Regions from separate parts of the Mus musculus genome. Here regions 1, 3 and 4 are each linked to region 2. A link is a contact called in public HiChIP or PLAC-seq, Micro-C and promoter capture Hi-C data. All regions are on one chromosome and are shown on one strand. Each heading gives the region's core, a stretch centred on a gene start, on an enhancer-like site or on the middle of the called end of the contact. The rest is flanking DNA. Distances are from core to core; before and after follow the strand shown. Region 1 holds the start of Ppp1r8 (protein phosphatase 1, regulatory subunit 8). Region 2 holds the start of Snhg3 (small nucleolar RNA host gene 3). Region 3 holds the start of Smpdl3b (sphingomyelin phosphodiesterase, acid-like 3B). Region 4 holds the start of Xkr8 (X-linked Kx blood group related 8).

Region 1 (3,236 bases), core at 95-2,594, 490 kb before region 2:
GTTCTACATTTTCACCTGAAGGCTGTTAGTGGAAGACTGACTTCCAGGTAGCCAGGATACAGGACTTAAAGCCCAAGCCTACAATGATACACTTATTTCAACAAGTCCAAACCTCCAAATAGTGCCACTCCCTGGACCAAGCATATTCAAACCATGACATGTTCTATTGCTGTTGCTTACTGAAACCTGGAGAATTTATTATTATTATTATTATTAATTTTACTGTCTAGCAGGGCATAGTGTTGACTACCTTTAACCCTGTATCTCAGGAAGCAAAGGCAGATGGAATTTCAGATATGTGCTGCCACACCCTCCAACCATTTGTTTCTTTTAAAAACTGTGAAGTCATCATCCCATCTTTCTGCAAAAGTGAAAAAAGGACCATCCACTGCATACGAAGGAATGGTATGTTGTCAGAAACATATGGGACTAGTAGAGCCTGGCTTTTGGCTTTACATAGACTCAGGTTCGAATACCACTCCTTGTAAGGTGAGGCTAGAGCCTCTCTTCTGGAATCAATCTGTCTTGAGTTTTGGGAATACCAAGTGAACTGATCCATATGAAATACATACTTCCCCATAAGCACTCAATAGACAAAACCATTACAACCAGCAAGCTAATGGCTTAGAGGAAGATGGTAACCCTAATGCTTCCTATGTCACTATGACCCACAGAGAAAAATCCTAAGGGGCCATGAATTAAACATTTTTGAGAATTGGTTAAGTTACTAAAAATTGGAGGCTTTTTTTCCTTTTGAGTCTGTGCCTTGCAGCAGTTTGTCCAAAGTTTTCAAAAACAGACTACATGATTTCTGACACAGTCGCCTAATCTATAGATTCTCCCAGATCTAAGAAAATTACTGGTTTTGGGGAATTGAATCAGTGGCCTCATTCGCGCCTGCTGAACACACTACCACTGAGCCGTACACATCAGACTTGGGATCAGAAAGGACAAATGAGTAAGGATTCTGTTTTCAGATGCAGTGTTTCGAAGGAAGGCTGGAAAAAGGGGGAAAAAAAAAGCCATCACTTCTTATCTCTAGCCATCACCTGCTTATCGCTAGATGAAGCCCGAGGGGGTGGGTAGCTGGGAGTTAATGCAGATTGCAGAGCTCTAGGGTTTCTGGCGGAAAACGCAGCGCGAAAGCCGCATCAAGGTACAAACCACTCCTGACCCCGTGACCAAGGAGACACCCGCCCCCAGCCTCTCCAGCAAACACTGCAGACTTCAAACCCAGCCCCTGATGCCCTCCGCCAGAGGCGCTCCCAGGAGAGCGTCCTTGCGTTGCGCGTGCGCACGCACGCGCTGCGCACAGGCTGCTGGGATGCCGCCTCTTCCCTCCCGAGCTCTTAGTTTCCCGGCGTGCTTCAGACCCGCCAAATGGGAGGGGGAGACGCAAGATGGCGGCAGCCGTGAACTCCGGCTCCAGCCTCCCGCTGTTCGACTGCCCGACTTGGTGAGTAATGAGGTTTCTGGGACTGGAGCGGCTTGGCGTGAGTTAACCCGGACAGAAAGGAGAAGGTTGTATTTTTTTTTCCTCTTCCTTTTTTTTTTTTTTTTTTTTTTTGCGATGAAACGAACGTCTCAGAAAGATCCTGGAATGATTGAGGGAAAACTGTCCGCTGTGAGGGGCCGGGCGACGTGTGGAGGATCCTGGAGCTGGGGCCCAGGCTCTGCGGAAACCCGAGTTTTGGGGGCTCGAAGGTATTCAGTTTATACAGCGCTTGGGAGGTCAGCCGCTCACCGGGGTGCTTCAGGCCTTGGCCCCTAACTTGCCCTAACTCATCACTGAGTGCCCGATGCTCTCGGGGAGCATCAAACCTTCCCCGGGTGCTGAAGGTCTGGAGCGCGCACGAGCTGGCTTCCCTACCTCAGTCCAACCTGATGCTGCATCCCTCCGTGGCTGCTGCACCCTCCAAGCGGACTAGGTGCTCCTTGCGGGCAGGGATGGCGCGGGACTGTTCCCCCTTGTTCTCTGACCAGACCAGCACGAAACCCGGTACAAAAGACAGCAGAAGTTGTTAGCATACAGCATTTTCATCCCCTGGGAAGTTCAGAGAAGTAGTAGGATGGTTTCCGCGTTGAGTGGGGTGCAAGATGAATGAATAGGAACTGCTTTGCACGAGGATGCATCGGGGTTAGAGCCCTTTCTGCTGTTGCGGCTCTTCCTGGTTATTAACGTGTTACCTCTCGGGCTTCTGTTACATTGAGATCTTCAAGGGCAAAAACCCTTGCATCATGCTCAGCTCCTAGGCCTGAGTCAATCACATGGTAGGATATTCAGACAAAATATTTTGGCTTTAATGTTCATTTTAATCTGTATCTCGAAGCAAATGGGCTTTTGTTCGATGCACTGTCCTTTTAGCCACTGCCATGAGAGATTGGAGCGGAGCTGTGAGATGTCTGTGTTGAATCTTCAATGAGATAGACTCGATATCGTTTCTTCTGTGCAAATGTAAGGGCCCTGGAAGGTTCAAAAGAACAAGCCCAGGAAGCGAATGAATGCTTGGCTGTTTCCTGGATTTCTTTATTCTTTTAACATATCCATGTGCTTCAGCCTACAAATTCTTTATCCACACTGGTCCCTGGCTGCACTTATTTCAAATTTGGGCCAGCCAAATATAAAGAGACTCTTTCTTTGAGATCACCTGTCATTACCTCAGGGTCTGGTGTATACCAGGAACTGTGTCAGGTGATTTGACATTTGAGCATCCATCCCCTTGAATGATGAAGCGAGGTATAGAAAACAGTCTGATGACTTAGATTTTTTTTCACAAACACCTGTTCAGGGTGCCCCCACACCTCCCTCCCTTTGGAGCTTGGTTTCGTGGGCGTGGTTTTGATTTGCTCTAGTTCCCTAATTACAGATCTCTGATTTGGTACCAAGAGTTCATCTGGGTAATGTTTTTTTGTTTATTTTGTGATGAGAATGATATTGATCAGCCCCCAAACAAACAATTTTTGTTATTTGGTTATTTTAACATATATTTGTTTTAAGGCAAGATCTCTATATGTGATTCTAGATGATCTAGAACTCACCTGTTATACAAACTAGGATGGCCTTGAAGTTGCAATGGTCCCTCTGGTGGGAATTCACATGTGTATTTCTGTACCCAGCAAAACAACTGGTTTATTCTTTCTTTATATTAGGAGTAGTAAATCTTAGATGAAACCCCAGGTTAGACCAAGCATGCATCACAATGTAATTTAGCACAGGGAAGGTGGAGGAGGAGGTT
Region 2 (3,188 bases), core at 488-2,987:
ACTCCACTAGGTGCCTCACCTGCCTAACCACTCCCCACCCTGTCTGGAAAATGAGATTGTGTAGGTCAGGGTTGGTTTTTTTTTTTTTGTTTTTTGTTTGTTTGGTTGGTTGGTTTTGGTTTTTCGAGACAGGGTTTCTCTGTATATCCCTGGCTGTCCTAGAACTCACTTTGTAGACCAGGCTGGCTTCGAATTCAGAAATCCGCCTGTCTCTGCCTCCGGAGTGCTGAGATTAAAGGCATGCGCCACCACTCACGGCTGTTTTTTTTTGTTGTTTTGTTTTTTTTTGTTTTTGTTTTTTTGTTTTAAAGGTCAAGACAAATACTATATATATATATATATATATTTTTTTTTTTTTTTGTTTTTGTTTTTGTTTTTGTTTTTTTGAGACAGGGTTTCTCTGTGTAGCCCTGGCTGTCCTGGCACTCACTTTGTAGACCAGGCTGGCTTTGAACTCAGAAATCTGCCTGCCTCTGCCTCGAGAGTGCTGGGATTAAAGGCATGTGCCACCACGCCCAGCTGACAAATGCCATTTTTACATATGTTTGAGAACAAGGAGTTTCAACAGTCCCTTACAAGGATTAACTCAATATGGCCCACAGCTGAATGAACCTCAGGTTGGTGTCACCAGGCTGGTGTCACCAGAGTGGCTGGTACTGCCTGTCCTCTCTGGCAGGCTGCCCAGTTTCTGCCCAGGGCACCTCAGCAGTGACTCATTTGCTGCTTGGCACTTGGCACATTACCCTTCCCTAAGCGTGAAAAGAAACCAGTAGTCAGAACTTTTTGTTGGATGTTTCTCTGATCCCATGTTCCCGTGGTCCAGATTATTAGGTCTCCCCTTGTTCCTGCAGCTTTGGGGTTAAAACATCTCCAGAAGGTTGTTCTGAAGGTTCACACTGCCCACTGTTTTTCGTGGAGAGAGACTGAGGTCTGAAAAACCATGTCAGAAAGGAGAGGGCAGAGCCAACAAGATGGCTCAATGGGAGCTGGGTGTGGTGACGCACGCCTTTGATCCCAGCACTCTGGAGGCAGAGGCAGGCGGGTTTCTGAGTTCGAGGCCAGCCTGGTGTACAAAGAGTTCCAGGACAGCCAGGGCTATACAGAGAAACCCTGACTCAAAAAACAAAACAGAAAAACCTACACCATCACGCCCAGACAGCCATTCTTTCAAATAAATATTTCACAACAACATTCATCAGGCTTAATTTCATGTCTTAAAAATCTGGGAAACAGCATTAGTGTTTTGTTTTTGTTTTTTCGAGACAGGGTTTCTCTGTGTGGCCCTGGATGACCTGGAACTCACTCTGTAGACCAGGCTGGCCTTAAATTCAGAAATCCGCCTGCCTCTGCCTCCTGAGTGCTAGGACTAAAGGCGTGCGCCACCCTCCCGCCTTCAACCAGGAATCTTAACCACTAAGCCACCTCTCAGGCCCCCTCCATGGGAAGTTTTTAATTGTAGCATCTATGTTCTGTATCAACTGTTCCTTCCACAAACAAAGTAGATTCAAACTCTGGAATCTAGAAAATATTTCTCTAGGCTTTTTTTTTTTTTTTCATTTTGCATATACCAGTGTATCCAGGCCGAGAGGACAAACCTCACAAGCTCAACAATTTCACGCTAAGACCGCCAACACCTTAGTAGGGTAAAAGTTCTCGATCCCATCAGCCTTAGCGCATTTCCAATGCTTCTAAGTGAGCGTAACCCTGCGCAGGCGCAGGCATAGTCGACCACGCCTGACTTCCGGGCGTTACTTAAGGTATAAATATGGCTGCGTCGGCGCGGGTCTGTCTCTCTAGGCGTCGCTCTCTTGGTGTGCTTGTTCTTGGTGAGTACAGTGCGCTGCTCTCGGCTGCTGAGGGTTTGCCCGCGCGGTCCCGCACGGGCTCCGCAGACAGGCAGGGTCGCGGCTGGGCGGACCCGGTGTGGGAGGCCGGGCTCACTAGCCGAGCATGGCGTGAGGTCACGCGCCTCCGAGCCCAGTAACCGTTTTCTTTCGGGGATCCCAACGCTCGCAGGATTATTGCCTGGGAGACTGAGTTGGTCTACGCACTTTCCTTTAATGTTCACTTTAAGAGGACAGGGTCTTTGGTTCCTGCCTTGTGATTTGAAGTGTTAGCCGCCTTCCAGCGTTCGGTTTTAACTTAATCATTTCGCCTTGCTTCCCAGTTATACTTTCTCTTCACCTTGTAACGGGATTTCTGCAGTTTTTTGTTCATTAATCTCCCATTTTTCAGAGGACCCTTTTTTAGGTAGATAATTTCTGGATAGTTTGGTTCCGATGGGGGTGTTGTGTTCTGTTTGCTTCAAGATCTGAAAAGGTGGCTGAAGTCTGTAGTCACAGCACTCTGGAGACAGGCGTTTTTGGGGTTTTTCCTCCAGCTGGAGGTCTGGCAAAAGGACCCTGTGGCATTTTGTCAAAAAAAAAGACATTACCATGACTATCCGACGTGGATATCCCGGGAGGTCACTCTCCCCGGGCTCTGTCCTAGTGGCGAGCGGGAGCTTAGGGCATTGCCCGGTGATGTACAGTCCCTTTCCACAACGTTGGAGATAAAGCTGGGCTTTCGAGTCTGCGCCTGCATATTCCTACGACTTCTCAGAGTCCTGTGGACCATGACTGAGGAGACAAACCATGCAGGAAACAGTTTTTTAAGTCATGCAATCTGGGGGTGCGTCCGAGTACTCTAAGGGTTTAACTTACTGATTAAAGTCTTCTCTTGCAGACCCGGTCAATGATTTCAGGTACTTTGTTGATGGAGGTACGTTCACCCTGAGGCTGGCTTAGTGCTTTCTGCTCCATGTGTACGTTATTAGTGATATACACTGTGTGTGTGGGGGGGGGGGGTGTAGTCGCCTGTTGAAGTTGACTAAACGTTTGGGTGCTAACCAGACATTCCAACGTGGATATCCCGGGAGGTCACTCTCCCCGGGCTCTGTCCTAGTGGCGAACGGGAGCTTAGGGCATTGCCCGGTGATGTACAGTCCCTTTCCACAACGTTGGAGATGAAGCTGGGCTTTCGAGTCTGCGCCTGCATATTCCTACGACTTCTCAGAGTCCCGTGGACCATGACTGAGGAGACAAACCATGCAGGAAACAAAAATTTAAATTCCTAAGGCTTTTGGTATGTCAACTTTAGGAACCTGATGTTTGTGTTGTTTTTTTTTTCCCCTCTTCCAGGAAAGAAGA
Region 3 (3,303 bases), core at 182-2,681, 400 kb before region 2:
CCTGTCTTTAAAAAAGGAAAAGAAGAAGAAAAGAAAAAAATCATGTTTTATATATATGAGTATTTTCCATATATATATATGCATATATATACATACACACACACATATATATGCATGCATATATAATATATATATATATGCATGCACTATGGCACTGTGTGTGTAGTGGCACTGAATGCCCTGGAACTGGAGTTAAAGACCGCCTTTACCCTCTATGTAGTTGATGGAAACCAAACCTGAGTCCTCTGCAAGAGCAGCCAGTGTTCTTAACTGCTGAGCCATCTCTCCAGCCTCAACTTTGCCTCTGATCCTCTTCTTGGCTTCCCAAAGCTCCCAGCTCAAACATCTAAGCACAGCCTGGCTCCTGCCTGCTTCAGAGCCTCAGAAGCCCCCATCACTCTTTGCAAAACTCTTCCCCCTCCACTCTTCCTCCTGCCTCACTAACGCTCCTCTCCCACCTCCCACACAACCTGTTTTCTCCTGTGTTCATCAAGTTCAAGCTGGTTAGGCGTGGGAGTGTGGCGGTGAGCTAGACAGTTTGCCTTGCTTGAGTGAAGATCTGGGTTTCATCCCTGTACGGACAACAACAGGAGCAAAAAAACAAAAAGAACAAATAGAAATAAATAAACCACAAAAAGACAAAGCCCAAACCATCCCTAACTGCAAGGGAAAAAAAAAATCAAAACAAAGGGAGTAAGTTTATGTCATCTCCTTCCAGAAACCTCTCATCGCCTTCCTCAGACTTGAGTCACAGCTCTCTCTGTCTTCTCAGGTTAGGTAACTTGCTAAGGAGTGATTCAGCCCTCAGGCTCTCAAGGCATGTTCAGGGGGACAACACCATCTTATCTCCCTTTTGCCCAGTTTCTAGTAGTCCTCATCTCCTGGCACGATCAGCAAATAACTCTGTTTGTTGTTTGTTTGTAATATCGTTTCAGGTAGCCCAGACTGGCCCCAAAGTCATCAAAGTAGCCTAGGATGGCCTTGAACTCCTAATCCTCCTGCCTCAAGAGTGCCAGGGCTATCCTTGAGAGAGGGCTTGCACATCTGGTTTTAAGGCTAGCTTTTAAGGCTCTTTGGTTGCCACAGGTAGCTAATTCATTCATCCATCCGTGTTGCAGCTCTGCAAGGAGAAGACAGTAAGTCGATGGTGCTTCCTGCATTTTCTGGAGGCTGACTGAACCGAAATGCCTTCAATTCGACTAGAAAACTTTAAAGCGTACCTCGAAGATCCTATCATTTTGCTCCTAAGTACTTATGAATTTCTTTCGAAAAGTCGGGGAACTCCAACACAGCACCTTGCAACACAGATGCGGTTTCCACAGAGACCTACAAGCTATTCCAGCGCTCACTGGTGCGTCCCTCCTCCAATCAAGCGCACGCCCTGCTGGGCAAGAGAGGGAAAAGCAAGAGCAGCCATCCGCCAAGGATAACTTGGAACACTGGAAGCAGCCAAACGAGTAGTTCTGCCCAGACACGTGGCTGGCCACAAGGTGGGAACCCGCGGCGCAGACGGACTTGGAGGAGCTTCGGCCGCCCGCCGTGGGGGGATCCAGAGGATGACGCTGCTCGGGTGGCTGATATTCCTGGCCCCCTGGGGAGTCGCAGGGGCTCAACTAGGTAGGGCTGCGGGGGAAACCTGCTTGATTTTTGTTTCGTTCTAGGAACTGGGGCTGGGGTCTGTGCTGCCGGGAACCGTTCACAGATCGTGGCTTTAAAAGGAAAGTAGATTAGAGGTTGAAGCGCAGAGACTTAGCCATCAAGGCTGTTTGTGTGTGTAGCTCAGTTGGGAGACAGAGTTCAACGGCAGTCTAGGATGCATGAAACATTGTTCCAAAAGCAAAACCAAACCAAAAAGTGCTCAAGAGGATTTTAAGTGCCAGGGGCAGGACACAGACTTTGCCAGGGGGACAAGGATCTAGTACATGAAAGCTAGACACTGAGAGGGAGCCGGTGGTCGGGAAGATTCGCGAACTCAATCAGGACACTCAGATAGAAGGCTCTGAGGTACAGTGGTTGTTCAAATGAGCGCGTTCCATCTCTGGGACTCCAGAAAAGAAACACAAAACATTGCCACCGAGAGGTCCAGTTCCCCAAACCCATACGGTGGAAGGAGAAAATCTTATTTCTGCAATTTGTCTTCTGTGGTGTCTGTCCACCCAATAGATAAATGTAAAAGAAAACAAAACCAAACCTCAAACAAACATAAACACAAAAGCATTAGTTAGAAGCCCATCTCTGTACCCTGGATGAGTGTAGGAACCAGGAAGACAGAAAGAAACCAGGAAAAAAAAAAATCAGGACTTAAAGGAAGAAACATTCCCTCAGCTGGGATGACACGATAATCACAGTAATCCAGGTTTTGTTTTTGATTTTTAAAGGCATAGTATTCCAAGGTGACCTTGAAGGGGTTTTTTTTTTTCCCTTGAGATAATGGTCTAACTGTGTAGCCCTGGCTAGCCTAGAACTTACAATGTAGATCAATCTGGCTTTGTACTCAAAGATCCACTAGCTTCTGTCTCTCAAGTGTTGGGATTGAAGATTTGCGCTATCACACCAGTCAAAAGTTACACTTGCTTTTTGAATTACAACTCAGAAATAGGAGGTAGATGTAGTCCAGAAGATCTGTAAGCCACTGCCTAAGAAAGTTTATTGTTTTTACCTGTGTGAGTGTTTTGCCTGCATGTATGCACATGTGTGCCTGCTGCCCCATGGAGGCCAGAAGAGGCCATCAGATTCTCTGGGTCTGGAGTTAAAGACAGTTGTTGGTGCTGGGGAATTGAACCTGGGTCCTCTGTGAAAGCAGCCAGTGCACTTAACCACTGAGCTATCTCTCCAACCCCTGTGCACATGATATATTTTACATAATATCATCGCAACAGCTTAGCTTGTGAAGTATCTTTAATGTCCGTTTTACCCAGAAAAACTGACCTTGAGAGAGTAACTAGCCCAGGGTTACACAGCTGCTGAGTCTGGCCTGAAGCAGGCTGTCCAGCTGTGCTCCGTGTATAATCCGGCACTTTGCCGGAGTAGCCCACTAAGGAAGGCCAGAGGCAATTAACAATTGTTGAGCACTTTCAGTGACCCTAGACTTGGCATTAGGTTCTTGGAAAACTGTCTCTTTAAAACTTATTTGAAAATGAAAAAAATAAAAGTCTTGATCATATATATATACACACACACACACACACACACACACACACACATATATATCATGCCTACACACACACTGTGCGGAGATCAGAGGAGAACTTGCTTGGAGGAGATAGTTCTCTCCTTCCACCTCGTGCGTGACTCATGGGTCCT
Region 4 (3,450 bases), core at 323-2,822, 380 kb before region 2:
CAATGTATCAGGAGCCCCTCATATCGCCACTGGGCAGGATCCAGAACCAGGTTCAAAGGTTTCCTTTTGCCAGCTGGAATCCACTACCTAAAAATGCTACAGTGGTTGGGAAACAAACATTCAAAATGAAGGGAGGGGGGGCGGGGGGGCACTTCAGATTCAAACCATAACGACCTCTTTAAGGCCTCCATGTCTTCACCAGGAAAATGGGGGTTCAGATGCAGTCACCTCATTGGAACCAAGCTCAGGGTAACAAACAGCGGCTGTTTGATCGATTTAGAGCGCCTGGGGAGAAGTTGGGTTGTGGGCAGAACGAATCAACTGCTCGTTGCTGACATACCCTGCGCCTCTAATCCAGGACTTGGTGACTTACTTCTTGAACCTGAGGCAGGCGAATGTACAAGAGACCCCACGGTGGGAGCAGGAGTACCGCCTGACGGAGGCCTACCAGGTGCCGGATGCCAGCGTCAGCTCCATGCACACGGCGCTGACCCGCATTGCCAGTGAGCCTCACATCCTGCAACGTTATTACGTCTATAACTCGGTCAGCTACAACCATTTGACCTGTGAGGACAGCTGCCGCATCGAGCACGTTTGTGCTATACAACACGTGGCTTTCAACACTTATGCTACCTGCTTGCATGGTCTTGGTGCCAAGCTGGTGCCTGGTTTCCTGCTCATACTGACTCTGCTGCCAAGCCTGCACGTACTGGAGGTGTTATGACTGTAGGCACTGCCAGCCCACCCACTGACTTGGTTCATCTTTCTCCTGGTAAAATTGGGCAACGTTACCCAATGGAGAGAGATGAACTTTTGCCATCAGTCTCCCCCCGCGGAGAGTAAAGTGGGATGGGACACCTGGATTCACCAGAGAGGGCGCTAAGAAGCACAATTTCTTCCAAGTTTCATGTTTTATCCACAAAACTTGTTTGCGGTACATGTCTTGGTGCATTATTCGCTTTAATACAAACATATCAAACCACCATGAACTTGATCACCACAGTGAAGTGAGCCGACGGGAAGATGGGCCTTGGAGATTCTGTGCTTTCGATGTAGTCCCTGCTCAAGGTCTGAACTGGGAACGTACGTGGTGTGCAAAACCCCTTAGTACTTTTAAATAAAAGACTTTTTTGATTTGGTTTTGCAACAGTGCAACCGTGAGGGATCACAGCTGCGGCCGGTAACTCTAAGGCTCTAGTCTTTCTTAATAGCCACTCTTGTTTCCTTGAGACTCAAAAGCAGAATTCAAGCCGGGGGTGGTGGAATCCCAGCACTTGGGAGGCAGAGGCAGGCGGATTTCTGAGTTCGAGGCCAGCCTGGTCTACAGAGTGAGTTTCAGGACAGCCAGGGCTATTCAGAGAAACCCTGTCTCGCAAAACAAAAACAAAAAACAAACAAAAAAGAAAAACAAAACAAAAAGCAGAATCCAAACCAGTAGAGGCCTAGCTCTGCACAGGGCAGGCTGGGGGCGGGGTCTGGGCGGTGGGGCCAGTGTAGGGGCGGGGCCGCGGGCTCGCTCCACCCCGGACGGGGCGAGATGGGGAAGTTCCGCCCAGCAGCCCAGCCTCCCGGACGACTGCCCCGCCCCCTTCCTGCCGGACTAGCGGGGCGGGAGGGCAGGTCCGCGGTTGTGTGGTTGCTTGGAGAGGATCATGCCTCTGTCCGTGCACCACCATGTGGCCTTAGACGTGGTCGTAGGCCTGGTGAGTATCTTGTCTTTCCTGCTGGATCTGGTCGCTGACCTGTGGGCCGTTGTCCAGTACGTGCTCCTTGGCCGTTATCTGTGGGCCGCGCTGGTACTGGTCCTGCTGGGCCAAGCTTCGGTGCTGCTGCAGCTCTTCAGCTGGCTCTGGCTGACAGCTGATCCCACCGAGCTGCACCATTCGCAGCTCTCGCGTCCTTTCCTGGCTCTGCTGCACCTGCTGCAGCTCGGCTACCTGTATAGGTGAGTGCCCGGCCCTTTGAAAAAGTGGGTTGACAGCCATCAGAACCAGTTCAGTCTTCTTTCCTTGGGCGGAGATGAAAACACAGGGCCAGGAACAGAGGAAGGGAACATCAGGGTCTTGGAGTCAGAGATGCCCCTCACCTTTCTTGTTCATTTCTGTCTTCTGCGAACGTTTGCTTCCCCGTCAAGGACTGAAGAGGGTCCGGCTTGACTCATCCGTGTCCCCGGAGTCAGCCAGGAGTAGACATAGACTGGTTCTTGGAAAATATATGTGGATGGTGTGTGCTTTTCTCAACTGGGAAGGACCCAGGGTCAGTCTAAAGTGAGGACAGTGAGACAGACAATCCCTGGCGCAAGTGCTGGCCTGAGAACTTTTTCTTCCCCGCCTCTCCCCCGCCCCCAAACTGTGACTAGTCCCTTGGGTTGTTAGATAGGAGAAAGCGAAATCAAGGGCTCAGAATCTTGTGATGAAGGCAGGGCTTCATGGTGTGGGTGAGGCTGGGCTAGGGTGGCCGGATCCGGAATCTTGTGGAAGTCTCAGATCTTGGGAAAGCTGTATATAGTCTCCAGCTTGCGGGGAGGGACCTCTTGAATGTTTGCATTTTGCCTGAACAATTGTATCATCTTGAGTACAGCTCAGATGACTGCGAAGGAGAGTTATTACAGGCAGGCCCCAAGAGAAGAAGGTGTTGGATCCCTTGGAGTTACAGGCGAGGCACCTCATGTGGTGCTGGGAGCCAAACTCTGGTCCTCCACAAGAGCAGTGGATGCGATTAACAGCTAAGCCCTCTCTCAGGCCCCTCCTGTTTACTTCTTAATTCCATCTCCCATCTCTGAAATGGGGCTCTTGTGAGTAGGTAGGACAGGGTTGTGATGCGCCTGGGATCGTACCTGACCAGCAAGAGTAGAAGTTGAGTTTGCCCCACTTTACGGACGAGGAAGCAAGTTCCATGAGGTTAGTTAGGTGGCTTGCTCCAGGTTCCGTAGCTTTTAAGTGACAAGCTAGGATTGAAGTCTGCCTCTGTGCACTCAGCTGTAGGAGATGGACGACGTCACAGAAGGTTGACCTGGCCCTCCGGGCACCTGTGTGTCCTGCCTAGGTGTTTGCACGGAATGCATCAAGGGCTGTCCATGTGCTACCAGGAGATGCCATCCGAGTGTGACCTGGCCTACGCAGACTTTCTCTCCCTGGACATCAGCATGCTGAAGCTTTTCGAGAGCTTCCTGGAGGCGACGCCACAGCTCACACTGGTGCTGGCAATTGTATTGCAGAATGGCCAGGCGGAATACTACCAGTGTGAGTGCTGGGCCCAGGGCTGTCACTTTTGCCGACTCTTCTCTCCTCTGCAGGTGTTCTCACTCTTAGGGGGAAAAAAAAAAAAAAAAGAGGGTGCCTGAGTGATAGGCAGCTGGTCTGGATTCAAGCTGCATGAGCTTGGAACAGTGACTCAAACCATCATTCGTTGGTTCTCATCCGAGCACTGGGCGGAATAAATGTGTCTATC

The links. Promoter capture Hi-C pulls out the DNA fragments that hold promoters and counts their contacts. Hi-C and Micro-C count contacts between places; a contact is called where the count stands out from the background. HiChIP or PLAC-seq counts read pairs in DNA pulled down with a chosen protein or histone mark.
Region 1: a promoter capture Hi-C map of liver shows a contact between it and region 2, with 4 times the contacts expected there. The contact joins the promoter of Ppp1r8 here to the promoter of Snhg3 in region 2. A contact is called at or near these places in 5 of 39 promoter capture datasets (embryonic stem cells, hippocampal neurons, liver and 2 more) and 2 of 115 datasets of contacts at active chromatin or transcription factors (bone marrow-derived macrophages and memory CD8 T cells).
Region 3: an H3K27ac HiChIP or PLAC-seq map of microglia shows a contact between it and region 2, with 5 times the contacts expected there. The contact joins the promoter of Smpdl3b here to the promoter of Snhg3 in region 2. A contact is called at or near these places in 3 of 39 promoter capture datasets (the C10 cell line, cranial neural crest and second pharyngeal arch cranial neural crest), 3 of 115 datasets of contacts at active chromatin or transcription factors (embryonic stem cells and microglia) and 2 of 9 other capture datasets (adipose tissue and pancreatic islet).
Region 4: a Micro-C map of embryonic stem cells shows a contact between it and region 2, with 2.2 times the contacts expected there. The contact joins the promoter of Xkr8 here to the promoter of Snhg3 in region 2. A contact is called at or near these places in 1 of 39 promoter capture datasets (neural stem cells), 1 of 484 Hi-C or Micro-C datasets (embryonic stem cells), 2 of 115 datasets of contacts at active chromatin or transcription factors (both in embryonic stem cells) and 1 of 9 other capture datasets (pancreatic islet).

What each region holds. Positions count from the first base shown.
Region 1 is chr4:132,841,277-132,844,512 of GRCm38.p6, reverse strand. It overlaps Ppp1r8 (protein phosphatase 1, regulatory subunit 8), which reads left to right and starts at 1,344. Exons shown (of 7, transcript NM_146154.3): 1 at 1,344-1,456. The coding sequence starts at 1,401.
Region 2 is chr4:132,352,235-132,355,422 of GRCm38.p6, reverse strand. It overlaps Snhg3 (small nucleolar RNA host gene 3), which reads left to right and starts at 1,737. Exons shown (of 3, transcript NR_003270.2): 1 at 1,737-1,826; 2 at 2,725-2,760; 3 at 3,180-3,188. Snora73b (small nucleolar RNA, H/ACA box 73b) reads left to right here and starts at 2,897; the gene lies at 2,897-3,101. Snora73a (small nucleolar RNA, H/ACA box 73a) reads left to right here and starts at 2,444; the gene lies at 2,444-2,648. RefSeq lists a cis regulatory region at 1,479-1,998.
Region 3 is chr4:132,755,299-132,758,601 of GRCm38.p6, reverse strand. It overlaps Smpdl3b (sphingomyelin phosphodiesterase, acid-like 3B), which reads left to right and starts at 1,431. Exons shown (of 8, transcript NM_133888.2): 1 at 1,431-1,617. The coding sequence starts at 1,557.
Region 4 is chr4:132,730,668-132,734,117 of GRCm38.p6, reverse strand. Xkr8 (X-linked Kx blood group related 8) reads left to right here and starts at 1,572. Exons shown (of 3, transcript NM_201368.1): 1 at 1,572-1,945; 2 at 3,046-3,242. The coding sequence starts at 1,653. It overlaps Smpdl3b (sphingomyelin phosphodiesterase, acid-like 3B), which reads left to right. Exons shown (of 8, transcript NM_133888.2): 8 at 359-1,152. The coding sequence ends at 724.